3 separate regions of the Mus musculus genome follow, and all the other regions are linked to region 1. The links are chromatin contacts, called in public promoter capture Hi-C maps. All regions are on one chromosome and are shown on one strand. Each heading gives the region's core, a stretch centred on a gene start, on an enhancer-like site or on the middle of the called end of the contact. The rest is flanking DNA. Distances are from core to core; before and after follow the strand shown. Region 1 holds the start of BC018473 (cDNA sequence BC018473). Region 2 holds the start of C1qtnf1 (C1q and tumor necrosis factor related protein 1). Region 3 holds the start of Cep295nl (CEP295 N-terminal like).

Region 1 (3,308 bases), core at 546-3,045:
GAGGGGGCCCTGTCTCCAGCAACGTGGAAGATGATACAGGTACAGAAAAACAAGAAGCCTCAATGACGATGTCTTCAAATGCCAGCCCCTGCAATTCTACCCCTATACCTGCCTGCCTGTTTGTTGGGGTGGCCAGAGGCAGGGTACAGGGGTTAGGCCCTTTCTCACTCCAGCATCAATCTGAATAAACAGTTTCTCTCCTTTCAACTGTCAGATCCAAAAGGCTCTCAGGACAAATGGCTACATGTTGTGCCTATTAACCTAGAAAAGGGCAGATGCTGGCCTCCTTCTGGCTCGCCAAGTCTCACAAGTATATACTACCACATCCATGCTGGGACATTGGCTCTTCTCAGCAGTTCTCAAAGGGGCCCAGGGGATGGGTGCGGGGGATGATGGAGGTGGAGTGGATTAGGGGGATAGGGAGGGTGAGGGGCTGAGAGGGTGGAGATGCACTGAGATACACTATACTTCTGCAGCTCCTGTGTCTCCCATTCTCCAGATTCTCTTTCTCAACAACCTCACTCTTGTCTCTCTCCCTTGTTTTGTTTTGTTTTCGGGTTTTGGTTGTTTGTTTTCTCTGGTTTTAGCCTGCACATTGCCTTTCAGGCTCTACTTCTTCACCCATGGTGGGTGACTGGCTGATCCTGAAAGGGGAAGCAAGGTGTGAAAGGCTAGGAGTCTAGGAGACCTCAGTATCTCTGAGCACAATGAATATGACACTGGGGAGACAGCTTCGGTGAGCCAGCTTATTTCATGGTGGAAACAATCGCTATGTAAACCTTTAGAGGATGGGTAGGGATCCTGGGTGAGTGTACATCACTGGGTGTGGCCAGGGTATGCGGGATGACTGATTGGAATAAGAAGAAATTCCAGGCGCTGCAGGACAGGACATTATTAAGGGGAGAATTAGTTTAACCTGGCTACTAGGCTCTATGACCTCCTCTGGGGGGCAAAGGTTGGGGAGCAGGGCTACCTGTGCTGGAATATGCAGGCTCAGAGTGGGGTGGGGCGCAGAGGGGATGACCCGACTCCTGCAAATCTTAGGACGGAATTTCCAGGGTTTCAACATGCCCTGACCCCACTCTTTCTCCAGGGTGTTACCTGCTCCCAGGTTCCACGGCCCTCCAGCCCCACAGCACTCTCTCTGTCGTCCTTTCTCTTTCTCTCTTTCTCCTCTCATGGCCAAGTCCAGCCTACTGTTCATGTTAAATCTACTTCCCGCCTACCCCCCCCCCCCCCCGTGCATTCTACACTCATTCAGATGCCCCTGGCTGTACTCTTTATTATATCTATAACACAAACTTCCTGTTCAACCACACCTTGGAGGGGTGATGTCCTCAGTTCAGATATCACCATGCTCTCTGAAGAGGACCCTGGCTGCCAGTCCTCTCTGCCTTGCACGGGTGTGGAGACCACGCTGAGTTCACAATGAATCTGAAAGACTGCACATGACAGAAGCTTAATGAGACTTTCAGTATCTGTATCCACCGACATTTGCTGAGGCCTCAACACCATTTAAGGTCAAGCTAGGAACACAGATGTGTTTTCTTCCTTCCTTCCTTCCTTCCTTCCTTCCTTCCTTCCTTCCTTCCTTCCTTCCATCATTCCATCATTCCTTTCACTTTTTCTTTCTTTCCCCTGCATTCCAACTGCAAAACCCATGACTAGTAAACTTTGTTGTTGTTGTTGTTTTTTTTTTTTTTTAGCTCAGGCTGTCCTGGACCTCACTCTGTATATCACCCTGGTCTCCAACTCACAGCGATGCGCCCGCCTCTGCCTCCCGGGTGCAGATTAAAGTCTGCACCCCCACCTGGCCTGGAAACCCATTATTAAGAAACCTCCCTGACAGTGTTTCCTCTTGTGTAATCTTAGATGGTCCACCTGCTTGTGAGTTTCCATCTCATGATGCTGTCTTACACACGTTGATTGTGGTTTTTGAGTTCAAAACCTGCTCCCCCAGAAGAGTAAGGGTTGCAGTGGCAGCAGCTGCATCTGTGTTGTATCCCTGACTGCTCAGTTTGCTGTTCAAATCAACAAAGTTTCTCTGGTTAAAGAACAACAACAACAACAACAACTTGGTGTGTTCCTGTTGTTGGATTTTCACCAGACTCTCCGCACCATCGCACACCAACATTTTGGGGGTTTGTCCAGGATCCAGAGCCCTGATACAGAAGTGCAATTTTTTGAATTGGCAACTTCAGGGGAAACACTGGAGGTGAGTCTGGTTTTGATGGGGGAGGGGGGTGTCTCGTTTGTCTGTTTCTTCTATCAGTCCCTTTGTCACATTTAGACATTCTGTGTTTGTTAGTGTCTGGTCTTACATTCATTTCTCTGTTCACTGTCTGTGTCTTCTTGGTCCTGGATTCTAAGACAGAACAGAAGCAATTCGCCACCCAGTCCTCTCTTGAGCTTCTTCATCATTTTAAGGAATTTTAGAAGAAACTTCTCCATCTGGTAATAAAGTCTACCCTGACAATCTTGTGACATTCTGTCATCTCAAACGGCCCACCTTCAGGATAGACTGGTGCCCAGGGGGTACTTTCAATTTAACTGTGGTTTACTGCACACAGGCTGTCAACTTTGCATGATAAGGACATTCTGGCCAAGGCTCCTACTTCAAGGCTTGGTGATGTCTTGTGGAAGAGCTACTTGAATGGCTCAACTCTCTCTTGCTGGAGTCGAGCAGCGCCTCTTAAGTCCTCCCCCTCAGACCCAAGTCTCAGAGGGATGAGAGGGAGATTCCTGGTCTCCCCTCCATGGACAAGGACACACCTCCTCACTAACATTGTCCCCTCCATTGCCCAACCTTTCACACGACTCATGGATCTCTTCCTACTTCTGCTATCCCTGTCGTGGAGCTCCACCTCTAACTCCTTCTTCCCAAGTCCCCATTACACCAGGACCGGTTCCAGATATTGAAGAGATCTTAGTGAGGAAGACCACTTCTGGCAGAGTCCCCACCTTAACTCTATGTAAGGTGTGGACACTCCCCATGGCCCCGAGATGAGGACCCTCCCATGGGCCCCGAGATGAGGACCCTTTCATGGTTTAAAACAGCCTCTTGACCTCTATCCTCAAAGAATCTGAATCCTTCTTTTTCAGAGAAACTCCAGGGTTTAACTTTTCTCTTGGAGACTATACCCATCAGCCAACTTGGGATGACTGTCAACAACTCCTGAGATGTTCTTTTCCTCACAGGCCTGGGAATGCATCTTCTGGGAAGCCAGGAAATTGCTTCCTAGTGACAACAGTCACCCTTCATATGCCCAGATTGGAACCCTAATGAGGCAGCAGGTAAGCAGCCCTTT
Region 2 (3,308 bases), core at 388-2,887, 1.7 Mb after region 1:
GGATTTGGAATTTCTGGAGAAGCCTGTGGGAATTCACAGACTTCTGCCTGACGTCAAATCCTCCCTCTTCTCCTTCCATCCTGGGCCATTCTGGGATTTGACGTCTGCCTTTCTATGCCCAGCCTTGGGAGGAGATGATGGGGGCACTGGCTTGCACCCCTTCTCTTCCCCTTTCGATTCTGTTGGCCCTTCTTTATGCTGGCACAGCAAAGAGTAGAAAAGTGCAGCCTGTTTGTTTTGCCTGGGCTATCCCAAACCAGCATCTCCTGCCTAGAGAGAGGAGGGAGGAAAGGAGGGGTGGGAGGGGGAGGAAGGGTGGGGAGGGGAGGCAGAGAGGGGAAGGAAAGAGGGAGGGAGAAAAAGAGGAGAGAGGAAGGGGTAAAGGGAGAAAAATGGAGAGAGGGAGAGAAGGGGAAGGGAGAAGGGGGGGAGATGGGGGGAGAGAAAGAGGGAGGAGGGAGAAAGGGGGAGAGGGAGGAGAAAAGAAAGGGGAGAGGAAGAGGGGGAGAAGGGGGGAGAGAGGGGGAGAGGGAGGGGGAGGGAGAAGGCGCTCTCAGAGTCTGATGTCACCAGGGTAGTTTCATATCTCAGTTCAGATCCTCTCTCTTTTAGAGTTGTAATAAGATCCCAGAGCAAGCTTTCTGACTCAGTGTTTGGGGATGGAGGCTAGGAGGGACTGATCTGTAGAAGCCTGGGACATGATCCCCACAGGAGGAGACTCACGAGGGCATGTGTGTAAGATTAAGGAATGTCCAGAGCAGAGTGCTGGCCCAGCACCACACTCCAGGGCTTCACTGGAGGACCTGGACCCTCCAGATGCTGCCTGCCCACCTTTGCCTCATAGGGTTCTCTAGACTCTTAGCAACTGAGTGATCCCCTTCCAATACATACTTGCATGAACACACAACCTGCCATTTTGCTACAAAGGAATCATGGATACCAAATTTACCCTCGGTCCCTGGAGTACAAGTAGCCCTGATGGCAAGGGTCTCAGATGGGACCACTGCTGGGACTCACACACCTAAATCAATGCTCCTACCACCAATTGAGATTCTCTGCCTTTTTGCAGGTCTCTGTCCTGCATGGAATATCCTCGTCCTGGGCTCACAGCCACCTTCACATCTGGAAAGACCTCTAGATAAACAGAAGCGTCCACCTCCATCCCCTTCTAGCCTGTGCCAGCTCCCTGGGGCGTCCAGAAGTAGGGACAGCCAGTCAGCCAGCCAGCCAGCCGGGCACACACACAGTTAATTCTTGGCGGCTGCTGTTTGGATAGAAAGCACTAGGAGCGGTCTAGGCTCCTCCACAACTCACATCTGGCTGGGGTTGGCGCTTTGTATTGGTCCCTCTTTCTTCCTCTCTTCCTCTACTTCTGAGAGAAACCACGTTTCCGTTTCTGGCCAAAGAGACCTTGGAGGCAGCTGAGGAGATAAAGGTGTTGGGACTGCTGTGCCTTGCACCTCCCCCTTTCCTCCTCCTTAAGTGTTTCCCCCTGGGGGACTTTTTTCTCCCTCGGGCTCTCTCTCTCTCTCTCTCTCTCTCTCTCTCTCTCTCTCTCTCTCTCTCTCTCTCTCTCTCTCTCTCTCTCTCCCTCCCTCCCTCTCTCTCTCTCTGCTTTGACACGTCTGTGCTTCCCCTCCTGACCTAGCCTAGAAGGCTCAGCCCCTGGGAGATGCTCTAAGAGACGCCTCCCCGAGAGCCCTGAGAGGCTGGAGGATTTCATTGCACAGCCGGCTCAGCTGGAAGGAGGTAGGTGGCTTGGACAGACCGGGAAGGACTCCCATGCCTCTGAGCTCCGTCTTCGTGGCTTCATCTGGGTGCCCAGGCGTGACTGAGTAGACGCTTTCTCTGGAGTGAGATGTGATGTGGACTTACAGCAAAGGGGCAGACAGAGCAGGGCAGAAGTTTTGGGGACAGCATTGAGTTATTCTTGCTAATTCCCCCTGCACAGATTGGCTGTGCAGAGAGGCAGCTTGTTGGGGCTCCCTGGAGCGTGCAGGGGGCGGGCTCTTTAGCGGGTAGGATGCTGACAGGACCAACTATGCATTCTTCCACTGTTTTGTGGGGTGTCTCTCTTTTACCCGGATGCTCTTTAGAGGGTGTGGAAGGAGAAAGAGCAGCTCTGTTCCCAGCTTGTGCCACCCCATGCCTGTCCGTATCACCTGGGACAGCTAGGATCAGGTCTGTCCCATCTGTCAGTGGTCAGCTGGAACCCCAACACTGAACAGGAAGTGTGGACTCTGGCCCCTTCTTCTAACAGCCTCGCTGTTCCTGGAGGACATCCAGTTTGGGCAGGAAAAAACAAATATCCCTTCTCCTTGGACCTTCCTGGGAAGGAAAAAAGCTGCCTATGGTGCTAAGAGTAGCCCTGAGCTAGGGCTGGCTGCAGACTCTAAGATGCCCCAGGACCTTTGTTCAGCCTGTGTCCACCTAGACTCACAAGTCTGGGCATCTCTGTGGGTGAAGATGTAACTTACAGGTTAACCTGAGTCCCACCCCATCTATTCATGCACCCACCCAGGCTGCTCCCTGCCCTGGAGAGCCTCCTCCCATCCAGCTACTCCTGGCTCCACCCTTGTCTCTGGGAAGGGTGAGAGGGAGCTGCCTCTCCGACTCCTTCTGTTCCTGTGACCTGTTTCTTGGAATGGAGACCACAGAACATGATTCTTCAGCTTTGACAACAGGGTTCGGCATGTGGATCAGACGCAGGGTGTGTAGTGCCTAGCGTGTGAAAGGTCAGGGGTTGCTTCTCCAGTACTGGAAACAGCCACAACCAAATACCAACTTTAATTTTCACGGAATATGTTGGCTCAAGACTGTGAGGCAGAAAGGCTGCGGCTAGCCTGAGCCTAGCCTGAGCCATCCTGAGCCAGACAGCATGGTCTGACAGAGACCATGAGTGAGATGCAGTTTCAAAGTAACCAAAGGAAAATAGAGTGAGATGCAGTTTCAAAGTAACCAAAGGAAAATAGAGTGAGATGCAGTTTCAAAGTAACCAAATGAAAAGGAAAACAACAATGAAAAAAAAAAAAAAAGGAAAAACTGAGAAATGTCATTGGGATCCCCCTGGGAGTGAGTGACGTCCTTAGAAACTGCCGACTCTGCTTTTTATAGTGCAACAACTGTGTGCTGCCTGCACAGGAGTGTGAGAGGAGTTGTGTATTCTCTACCAGGCCCCTCCAGTGCTCACTGGAGAGGAGGGAAACCTGCAGAGGGAACCAGAGGGCTGAGAACAAGGGAACCTCGGTGCCCCCTGTGTCTCACAGCTCTGCCTAAGGACCTACCTGGCCCAGGCCCTGCAGCCTACC
Region 3 (3,308 bases), core at 221-2,720, 1.6 Mb after region 1:
ACTCAGGAGGCAGAGGCAGCGAGAGTTTTGAGTTCGAGGCCAGCCTGGTCTACAGAGTGAGTTCTAGGACAGCCAGGGCTACACAAAGAAACCCTTTTGGGGGCGGGGCAAGGCGGGGCGGGGCGCAGGGGAGCACATTTAAGTGTTGAAATGGCTAGGAATATACCAGATAATAAGAAATGTATAGATGCTTGAGTAACAACAGCCAGACTAAATGTCAGCAGAGCAAGGGAGAGTCGGACATGCAAAGAGTTTCTTCCCAGATGGTTCTGAGAAAGGAGAGAAGAGGCCAGGAATGCTAGCAAGATCTCAGGACAATGACAAAAGGCAGAAACCTCTGCAGGGCTGGAGGATCTGGGAGGAGGGCAGGTGGTACACTGTGCGCCCAGAGAGAGGTGGTGATCAATGCTATCTCAGCCCCTCATCTGTGAAGTGAGTGACAGCAGTTTCTCCCATCGCTGTGAGGACCACCCAGATGCTCGGCCAGTTATGTGGGGAGAGGGTGGTACTTACGGTATGCGTCTCCAGATGACTGAGCCAGGCCAATGAGGACACATTACAGGGAGGCAAAGGCTGGCCGGGTGAAAGGAGGCACTTTCTATGGAGCTGTCTTAAAATCATTGGGTAGGCAATGAGACACCCATCACTGGAGGCATCCAAGCCAAGCCCAGGTGAAATAAACATCAGAGATGTTTCTAACCCCATTTCTCTATACTCTACGACACAGTACGCGGCCTCATGGCCCGTTTCTGGCCCCTCCTCCCTCAGCTAAGTTCCAGAGAAAGGTCATTCCTAAAGGCGCTGGGCTGCGTTTTTGTTTTTTGTTTTTTTTGAAGTGGTGTCAGAATCTCTCCTGGGGAAGGCGTGGCAAAGTATGTCTTAGCCAAGCTCACAGCCCCTTTCTCACCCAGATTCTGGGGGTGGGGCTACACGCGGACATCTGACCATTCCCCCATGCTCTACCAGGAGAGCAGGGCAGCCAGTTGAGGGGGTGAGGAACAAGCTCAGATCCCCGCAGACAGACCTTGTGGTAAGCTGCCCTCTGACCTCAGGGTTCAGGCATCCACCAATCAAGAGGGGCACTTGTGGCTGATGCAGGTGGGGCCTTACTAAATATAGGGGTGGTGTTCACCACCTTTCCAAGTCCCTAGCCAGCTCAGGGGCACCCAGCTGCCATTCTTAATGTCATGACACCTCCCACTCCTCAGAGCATCTTGTCTTCCCACCCCCAGCCCCCCGCTGTCAGCACCTATTCTTGCTGGTAAGACGGACTTTTAAATCTGCATCAGGTCACGTGGCCTGGTCACACGTTCTCCCCCAACAGCCGGCACAAAAGACCCCCCCTCCCAGCGGAGAAGGGGCAGACACCGCAATCTTGTCCTAAGGTGGTCCAAGTGGGGTTTCAGGGGTCACTGACCCAGGTTAGGTGGAATTACCACTCCCCACCTCTGCCAGCAGCCCTGTCTGCCCTGTCTGGTTAACCAAGGGAGGCTGTTGCCATGGGAACAGCAGAGCTGTGGTGCTGTGACATCACCTCAGGGGTGAGGTCAGATACAGAGACAGGCCAGCCAGAGGACAAGTTTCCAGGTGAGAAAAGCAATCAGAGATTTGTCTCAAGTGGCAGGGACTGTGAGCTTTTTGAAAGCAGTCTGTTTGAAGAGGTGTTGATGAGCAATGTAGAAAGCCTCAGTTCACAGCCACAGCCTGGAGGAGTGCTCCCTCCCCTCAGACTGGCAGCATCACGACCTCCTCAGGCTGTGCTCTCCCACCCCAGCTGTCAGAACATTAAGAGGACAAACATACGTAAAGATCTCAAGGACAGGCGCTTCCCATCCCTCTTCGTGCAGAGACAGCAGCTGGCTGGACTCGGGCAGAGGGTATGGGCTACTTCCCAACAGCTCTGAGAAGCTGACTGAGGCAGGAGAAGAAAGAATCCTAGCTCCGGCTCCTCGTTCATTCTTAAACCTCCTTAGACCTCAAAGCTAGACATCCTTGACTGTGCTGGAGCATCCTCTAAAAGTAAGACCACTGAGGGTTTACTTTGGGGAAGGTGGCTTCGTAAAGAGTCAAGCTTAAAGTTCCTCCTATCGAGGAAAAGTAAAGGGCAGGGCAGGCCGAGCTGTGGAGAACGCAAGATGAGAGGAGCTGAACCTGGAACCAAAGGCTGTGGCCGGATGGAATGAGCCCCTGGAAAAGCCACTGCCCACTGACTTGGACCAGCATATGCGTTATCCCCACACGAGGAACTTTCTCCACGAAAGCCGCCTCTGTTTTTCCGGTCCCCTTTCTCACACTCTTGTGATGGTTTATTTTCTGTGTCAACTTGACTGAACCGGGGAATACTCAGCTGGTTAATGAACTAAGGGACACCCAGCGAGCTGGTAAATGTGGAGGTGTTTCTGCATGGGATTAACTTTGAATCATACTGCTTGGGCTACGGGTGTCCAAGCTTGGGGATCCAGACGATGTCGGGTGTGAATGAATATCTGTTGTCTCCAGCCATCTGGGCTCCTCCTGGTCCCTTGTCCTTTGCTCTCTAGAGACTATCCACCCCCACTCACAGATGAAATCACACCACTGCTTTCTGGTCTGCAGATACCAGTGTGGGCTCTTTCAAACTGTGGGAGCCCCATTCCCACTCCAAAGCCCGGGCCTTCTCTCTGTTGATTCTGTTTCTCTGGAGAACTCACAAACAGAGCCCTGGGGTTGATCTTTCTGTCTCTTTCATCTTCTTCTTCCTGGTCTTACATCAAACCTTCAGCAAGAGAAAAGTCCCTGGAGAGAGGCTTCTAGAATATGCTGGCACTTTTGCCAGGTGGCTCTTTCAGCCTGCCCCAGCAGGCTCAGTGCTCTCGGTTTCCATGATTGTTCTCACTGGGTCTGTTCTGGAATGAAGGTGATGCTGCCACCCCTGGCCCTGGCCTTCTTGGCTCTCCTGACACCTCCCTTGCTGTTCCCAGAGACCCCAAGCTCTATATTAATCCAACCAGCAAGCTGGAGAGGTGCTGGCTCAGTCTGAGAAAGTGCTTGCTGAGTTGGCATGAGGACCTAAGTTTGACCTTCAGCATCAAACTGGGGTGGGTTGGGGGTTTGGAGGCTCATGCTTGCAATCCCTGGGCTGAGACGGTTCAGACAAGAAGTGAATCTCATGGGAGTCACTGGACAGCCAACCCTGCCTAACCAATGAGCCCCCGGGTCTTACACACACACACACACACACACACACACAGAGAGAGAGAGAGAGAGAGAGAGAGAGAGAGACAGAGAGAGAGACAGAGAGAGAGACAGAGAGACAGAGAGAGACAGAG

What was found. Promoter capture Hi-C pulls out the DNA fragments that hold promoters and counts their contacts.
Region 2: a promoter capture Hi-C map of embryonic stem cells shows a contact between it and region 1, with 2.8 times the contacts expected there. The contact joins the promoter of C1qtnf1 here to the promoter of BC018473 in region 1. A contact is called at or near these places in 2 of 39 promoter capture datasets (the HPC-7 cell line and embryonic stem cells).
Region 3: a contact with region 1 is called in a promoter capture Hi-C map of the HPC-7 cell line. The contact joins the promoter of Cep295nl here to the promoter of BC018473 in region 1. A contact is called at or near these places in 3 of 39 promoter capture datasets (the HPC-7 cell line, HPC-7-derived erythroid cells, liver and 1 more), 1 of 115 datasets of contacts at active chromatin or transcription factors (pancreatic cancer cells) and 1 of 9 other capture datasets (embryonic stem cells).

Annotation. Positions count from the first base shown.
Region 1 is chr11:116,750,372-116,753,679 of GRCm38.p6, forward strand. It overlaps BC018473 (cDNA sequence BC018473), which reads left to right and starts at 1,796. Exons shown (of 4, transcript NR_003364.1): 1 at 1,796-2,215; 2 at 3,199-3,294. It also overlaps Gm11735.
Region 2 is chr11:118,426,820-118,430,127 of GRCm38.p6, forward strand. It overlaps C1qtnf1 (C1q and tumor necrosis factor related protein 1), which reads left to right and starts at 1,638. Exons shown (of 4, transcript NM_001204129.1): 1 at 1,638-1,749. Gm35598 (a long non-coding RNA gene) reads right to left here and starts at 1,542. Exons shown (of 3, transcript XR_880340.2): 1 at 1,315-1,542.
Region 3 is chr11:118,341,064-118,344,371 of GRCm38.p6, forward strand. It overlaps Cep295nl (CEP295 N-terminal like), which reads right to left and starts at 1,471. Exons shown (of 3, transcript NM_021440.2): 1 at 1,250-1,471; 2 at 514-610. All of the region lies in intron 1 of Timp2 (tissue inhibitor of metalloproteinase 2), which reads right to left.